Linked DNA regions of Eptesicus fuscus: region 2 is linked to region 1. The links are chromatin contacts, called in public Hi-C maps. All regions are on one chromosome and are shown on one strand. Each heading gives the region's core, a stretch centred on a gene start, on an enhancer-like site or on the middle of the called end of the contact. The rest is flanking DNA. Distances are from core to core; before and after follow the strand shown.

What was found. Hi-C and Micro-C count contacts between places; a contact is called where the count stands out from the background.
Region 2: a Hi-C map of muscle shows a contact between it and region 1, with 4 times the contacts expected there. The contact joins the promoter of TTF2 here to the promoter of CD2 in region 1. A contact is called at or near these places in 2 of 2 Hi-C or Micro-C datasets (liver and muscle).

Annotation. Positions count from the first base shown.
Region 1 is chr22:10,145,493-10,149,013 of DD_ASM_mEF_20220401, reverse strand. It overlaps CD2 (CD2 molecule), which reads right to left and starts at 2,013. Exons shown (of 5, transcript XM_054712246.1): 1 at 1,953-2,013; 2 at 1,509-1,874. The coding sequence starts at 2,013.
Region 2 is chr22:10,355,878-10,359,398 of DD_ASM_mEF_20220401, reverse strand. It overlaps TTF2 (transcription termination factor 2), which reads right to left and starts at 1,876. Exons shown (of 23, transcript XM_008147222.3): 1 at 1,837-1,876; 2 at 1,654-1,756. The coding sequence starts at 1,864.

The DNA of each region.
Region 1 (3,521 bases), core at 764-3,263:
TGGCTGCCAGGTCCACACACTGAGGACAGGACTGGAAGGTGGCCCTGCAGGAGGAGGGGCCTTGCCCCGGGTGACATTTCCTGTGTGAAGTACAGAAGTGTTATTTGCTCAGAGTGGTTGCCTGGTGCTCATGCTGAGGTTCCTGTCTTCCTCTCAAGGCCAAGTGCAGCTTCCTCTTCCCACTTTGATGTTTTTTGTATGTGTTTTAATCCTCACCTGAGGATATTTTTCCATTGATTTTTATTCCCCCCCCCCCCCAAACCCCACTCCCCCATTGATTTTTAGAGACAGTGGAAGGGAGGGGAGAGACACAGAGAGAGAAACGTCAGTTGGTTGCCTCCCACACAAGCCCTGACCAGGGCTGGGGAGCGAACCTGCAACTGAAACACATGCTCTTTGACTGGAATCAAACCTGAGACCCTTCGGTCCACTGACCGACGCTCTGTCCACTGAGCTGAACCTGCTAGGACCCTCTTCTCACTTCTTATCACCCCCTTTCAAGCGGCTCCTGGACGTTCAACTGCATGTCATTTCAGTCCCACTTTCTCTTCCCTCTGTCCCACACCCATGCCTTCCTGCCTAGGCTTTCTCCACATATGACTCTCCATATACTCACCCTTCCTCACTTGACAGGCATCCTTTAGTCCAGGCCAGAGAGTGTCAGCCTTTACTGCTGATCACAGTCACCTGACAACCTTTAGACCCTGCTGATGCCCAGGTCCCACGCTAAAATATTCTGACTTAATTGTCAGGATGGAACCAGGGCACTGGCAACTTTTAATAGCCTCTCGGTTGATTCTAACGTGCAGGCAGGGTTAAGAATCACAACCCAGCCCCTCTTCCCTTCACTGGGATACAGCAGCAGCCTCCTGGCCAGTCTTCTTGCTACCATCTTCAGTATGCACTCTGCCCTCCCGGCCATTCACAGACACACGGAGCCACACCTGCGCGTTTTCTACAGAGGCCGGCAGAACCCATTTGGACCACTCTGATGCGGAGTGGGTCAGAAATCAGGGCTCTTCATCCTTAAATGCATCCTTCCCAGGCCTTTCCTGCCATACAGCTACTCCTTCAGGGCATCCTGGCTGGAAATTGTCTTTGTTGGAAGACCCACTGCTCTCCAGTGAGCCTCACCTTCCCTGCTCCCACCTAGCTTGCCCTTCATCATCCACCTGGAATGCCTGCCTATTCTTTCGCCACTGCCTGCTCCCTCCTCCTGATTAATGCCACCTTAATCCGGGTTCTTTGCTCAGCCCCACGTTCCCATATAACCACTGGAGAGACAGACAGTTCCAGGCAGGCAGACTGTGAATCAGCTGTGTATTTCCACATGTGGATTCCATCTCCCACAGCTCGGAGCCTCCCCTGAGGCAGGAGGGATGCCTCAGTTTTCCCTTGGGCTCCTCCAAGGCTGAGGCAGGGCTGGGAGATATTTGATAAATGCTATTCCCCAACTTGCTAAATAGCACCCATATTGAGACGGAGGAATTTAGGGAACAAAGACTTACCTAGAATCTTCAGAGCAAATGTTTGCGTCAATATGTTGTGTCCATCCGAATTATATAGGTTTACCTCGTAGCTGTCACTATCATTTCTTTGCAGATGTTTAATTTTCAGAGTTCCATTTTCAAATACTTGGTATTTTTCCTTATTCTCGTTAGTAATCATGCCATTTATACATCGTATAATCCTCCTTCCGTCTTTTTTCCATGCTATGTCATGTAGTATATTGTCCTTCTTTGGAGGATCAGGAATGATCACGATGTCATGGTGCAGGATACCCAGGACCTCGCTAGCTGGAGGAGCTACACCTATAAAAAGCAAGACAGTCTCTGAGGCCTTGAGACTCACTGCCAGGCACAGCTGGCTGTGACCTCTCGGACTCTGCACTCACTTCAGAGCCTCCAAAGAAGCTTGGAACGGTGGCAGTGGAGACCCGCACACCAACTTACCTTTGGTAGAAGGGATGAAAATCAGGAGGAAGCTGGCTAAGATCTTACATGCGAAGTTCATCTTGGGGGTTAGTTTCCTTATTGTGATTCTGAGCTTTAGCACAAGGAAGTAAAGTAAGACTGGAAGAACCCACCCCTGTGAGCTTAACCACGTGCCTCTCTTTTTTGCTTCTTTTACAGTAGCAGAGAGAGTGCGTGTACACACACACACACACACACACACACACACACACACACACACACACACTCACACACAGAGCAAACCAACGCTGCGGATGTGCTCCTTTGCCGAAGAAGGCATACTGAGGAGTGTGTGTTTTCTTCTCACTTTTTAATTCTCACCAGCACCTTGGGGAGTTTTATCCCCCATTGAAGAGACAGAAACTGAGAGGCTAAGTGAATCACTCAGCATCATCCCTTAGTTAACAGGGACCCCAATTCTACCAGGTAGCCCACCTCCTAATCATGCTGCTAAAATGTCTCTGACAAGACCACATGGAAATGTAGGTAGATGTTCAAAAGTGAATAGCAGCATATAACTATTTATCCTATGGTTATTAATACTAGGAAATGAAGACGTATGAGATAATTATAAAAGTGGATTTCTTTTTTCAAAAGGTGTTCTTGAGGTTCTAAAACTGTATTATGATAAAAGGAAACAAATATAAATTGAGTCTCAGCTCTAAATGTTTGAAATATCCAAATCTTATGTTCAGCATACATTTGTGTAACTCTATTAAAAATTCACAGTTAGGCAAATAAAAATGTGTTCCAAAACAAACAAAAATGCATAGAGACTATGAAATACTATTAAGCAACCAGGACAAATCATTAAAAAAACATTTAAGGTGGGTAACACTATTGATGGTGAGAGAAAGGAACCGATGAGGAGAGAAGGAGAAGGGAGGGCGGACTTGGAAGGAGAAAGGAAAAGGAAACTGGTGATGCAGGCAGAGTAGCAGAGTGTTGGGTACAGTGATGGGTGCACAGAGAGGTCTAGTCCCAGAAAAGGGGACACCCAAAGGCAGCGCCCCAAAATCAGTTTCCAGTGTTATGCTTCTGTAAGAGAGAGGGAGTAACAATCTTAAACACTGGGCTTGTTTTCTGTTTCAACTTTACGTACAGATACAGATATTATCTCCAAAACGTGGCCCAGGAAATGAAATTAAGCCAAGCAATGGATCTCAGCCACTGGGTCATAGGAAGCCTGAATAGAATGTTGGGCTCATGATTGTGTGACAAATCCCTAACTCACATCATCCACAAAAATGTGCTGTAACTGGGTTAAATATTTAGCCATTAAAACCTATAATAATATTAAAAAATATAAAAACATTTTTCACTTTTTTGAGTAGGAAAGGCCTGCCTATGTATACTATATGATCCAAGGGTAATAAGGAAAAGATGGACATAATTGACTACATAAAAAGATAACATTTATATATAGGCAAAGAGATGAACAAAAATGAAAAGACATGGCAGGAAATAGTTTAAATACATTTGAAAAATTATTAATATCCAAGAAATATATTATTCCTATCAATAAGAAAAAGAAAACTCCATTTTTTG
Region 2 (3,521 bases), core at 627-3,126, 210 kb before region 1:
TCCTTTCATAACCTGTTTGCTGTCACTTAGTGTTGTTCATATACCTACTGCAGCAACACACCCTAATTTGTTCATGCTTGGCCATAAACTTAAATCCTATCCTCCAACTTCTTATTATGAGAAAATTTGACATTTGAGAGTAAATTGGTTTAAGCGAAGTACTCTCCTTTCCTGACCTGCAACACTTTTTATTTTGCTTATATTCTGGTTACCAGGCATATTCCAAACAGATCAAGTTTATCCTTTACTGTATTCAAGTCAAATATTATTGTACTAGAGGTCTGATGCATGAAATGTGTGCAAGAGTAGGCCTTCCTTCCCCCAGCTGCTGGCACTGGCTTCCCTCTGGCACCCGGGACCCAGGCTTCCCTCCAGCCGCCAGCCGGCACCCAGGCCCTAGGCTTCCCTCACAGCCCCGGCTTCATCTGGAAGGTTGTCCGAAAGGACGTCTAGTCTAATTAGCATATTACACTTTTATTATTATAGTTTGTATAGCAGTACATTTGTATAAATGGCACTCTATATAAGGGTATCTTCCTTTTAATGTAAAACCAAGTCTTATGCTACCATTAATGCTTAATTACTACTAATATGAACATGCTTTCATGTTTCATGAAACTAAGAAGCTCAGTATAGAAACGAGAAATAAATAGCAAACCCTAACATAATATGCTACTGATAGCTTATTTTTGGTTGGTGCCTTCTATCTCAAGATTTGACAGTTTTACTCAAAATCATTTTGTATTTAATGAAAGTGGATCCCAGTAATTTCTTTCAATTAAAAACCTTAGTAGAGGGCTACCAGTAAAAGAATATTTTCTCGGAAAAGTTAACATCACATGTTGGAAAAATACTTTATTTTCTAGTTGATATCCATTATGTGCTTTACATGGTATAGAGAAAAGTTATTTTTCTTTCTCAAGTCCAGTAGAGAGAAGGAAAACATGTTTAATGATGTGATCGCTTTCAAGTCCTCTAGAGACTGTGGACAGCTGGCACTACAAAACATGAACACTCTGAGAATAGTATTAATTTTTCTCACTTTAAAAAAAGACACTTAATATTGCTGGGTCTCAGCTTTCCATTTTGTAAAACTCCAGTGCTGAAATCAGGTATCTGATTTCCTTTCAGCATTAACCCCTGAAGTAACTCGTTTCTTTGGATTATCATTATCACCACTTAAATGCAGAGGATCCTGTTTGTAGATGGGGCCAACGGGGTGTTTTAAACCTCAAACACTTAAAAACCAGTTCAGCCTGAAACTAATTCAAAACAAGGCCCAACTCCTTCCTACTCTGCCTGTAGGTCCTCAGTTAAATGGGGCGGAGGAGGGGAATGTCCAAGTTGCCTAGGCCGAACAAATAAATAGAAACCCAGAGCTGGAAAGGACCAGAAGGATTAGAGGTAGCCTATCCCCCCTTACACAGCTCTTGGTGACCCAGAGAGGGTAAGCAACCAGGCTCGGGTCACACAGCAAGCAGGAGCGGAGCGTCTCCCCAACACGCCCTGCGGTGCTGGGATTACCAACTACTTCAAGGGCCCTGGCTCCGCAGACCAGGGGCCCCAGCGCTCCTGCACCCTCTGACGCCGGGCGCCGAGAGCCGGCGGCTCCCCCCGGGAGGCCCCGCGAGGTCACGGGGAGTCGGGACCTACTCGGTGGCCTGCACAAAGTTGCAAGCGTCCGCCCGGCACACGTAGAAGCTCTTCCCTTTATTCGGGCCATCGCGAACGCCGGTCTTCAGAAAGCAGGAAGTCCCTGAGGAGAGAAGGTCGACAACAATTACGCCATGATAGATGGACCGACCCCGGGGGGGCCCTAGGACCCTGGCCCCTCACCATGCTCTGGACACCTAACTAATTCCATCACGTTCTTTCCGGCCTCTCCCACGAAGTCCCGCCCCAACACCTGCTTCCGCTTTTCAGTCGGTCCTCCAGAACCAATCATCAGTCTTAAATCCCCCCCCATAATTCCCGCCGTGGCATTAGCCCCACCCTCTCGCTATTACCAGCCAATCATACTGGAGATTGGCTCACCTCCAACCAATCATAGCTACACCAAGACTTGGCGCGCGCAGAAATCAAATCTGAGGCTGAGGCGCGAGGGCGGGGCATTTGGCTGGGGGGCGTGGCTAAGGCTGGAGGGTGGTTTAGACTAGAGGTCGGGTGGCGAGTTTCGCTTGCCAGGAACACGGGGAGCTACGGGCTGGACTGAGACCGGGGCGACTCGGGTTTCCATTTGAGACCCTAGGGGGCGGCCCTAGAGGAAACACGGGTTTACAAACTGCAGGGAGGAGCGCTGCGAAGAAGGCTCGCTCCTCCCGATGGCCGAGAACGCCGCGAGCTTCCCGGGTCTCCCGGGGCCTGGGCCTGGCGCTCATGGGCGCTCTGTCGCGGTGCTCGGTCACGGTCCCTGTGGAGGACAGGCCTGGAGGCGCGGCCACCGCAGGAGGAGCCGTAGAACTTGTGGTGCTGGAGCGGCGGGGGCAAGATGGGGTGCGGGTGAGAGGTGATCGGGGGCGTCCTTTACAGCTGCGTGGTGAACTGACAGGTCTGCCCCAGGACAGGCATAAAGAACCCCACAAAGGTCTTTTAAATTTGTGTAGCGCTTAAGACCCCACAGAGTGCCTACACACGCATGTCTCTCTAGACTCTACAACCTGGAGAGATGGGCAGCATTTTATGGAGGGACCCCCGAGACTCATAGGGGTTAAAGTGACTCCCCCAAGGTCATAGAATCAGCGAATTACGGGCAGGTGCCCCCTGTGTGTACAGAATGTTCTCTAGACGCTGGTAGTGTAGGGGTGAAGGGGAACTTGACTTTGTACTTACTGTCAAACTTTTTTCTACCAGTGTGCTCTGATAATATTAAAAATCGAGGGTGAAATTAAATGAAAGGGGACTGTATTTGAAATCGCAGTCCAAGTTATCCATTAAAAAGGGAGGAATAGCCCTAGCCGGTTTGGCTCAGTGGATAGAGCCTCGGCCTGCTGACTGAAGAGTCCCAGGTTTGATTCCCGTCAACGGTCAAGGGCGCATGCTCCATCCCAGTAGGGGGTGTACAGGAGGCATCCGATGGATGATTCTCTCATCATTGATGTTTCTGTCTCCCTCTCCTTTGCTCTCTGAAATCAATTTAAAAAATCTATACTAATAAAAGGGTAATATGCTAATTAGAGCAGATGACCTTCCGGACAAAGCCACAGCGGCTGCGAAGGGCCCAGGCTCAGGCTGGCAGTGGCAGCAGCAGCCGGGTAATGGGGGTGGCACCTTCCCCTGATCCGCTAGGTCGCCTCCCACAGAGGGAAGCCAGACTGCGACTTAGGCTGGGAGCTAAGGCAGAGGTGGTTAGGGTTGATCAGGCCAGCAGGGGGGCAAGGTAAGGGTGATCAGGTCGGCAGGCAGAGGCAGTAAGGGGCGATCAGGCAGGCAGGCAGGCAGGCGAGCAGTTAGGAGCCAGTGGTCCCAGATTCCCAGATTGGAGAGGGTGCAGGCTGGGCTGAGGGATACCCCCCATGCATGAA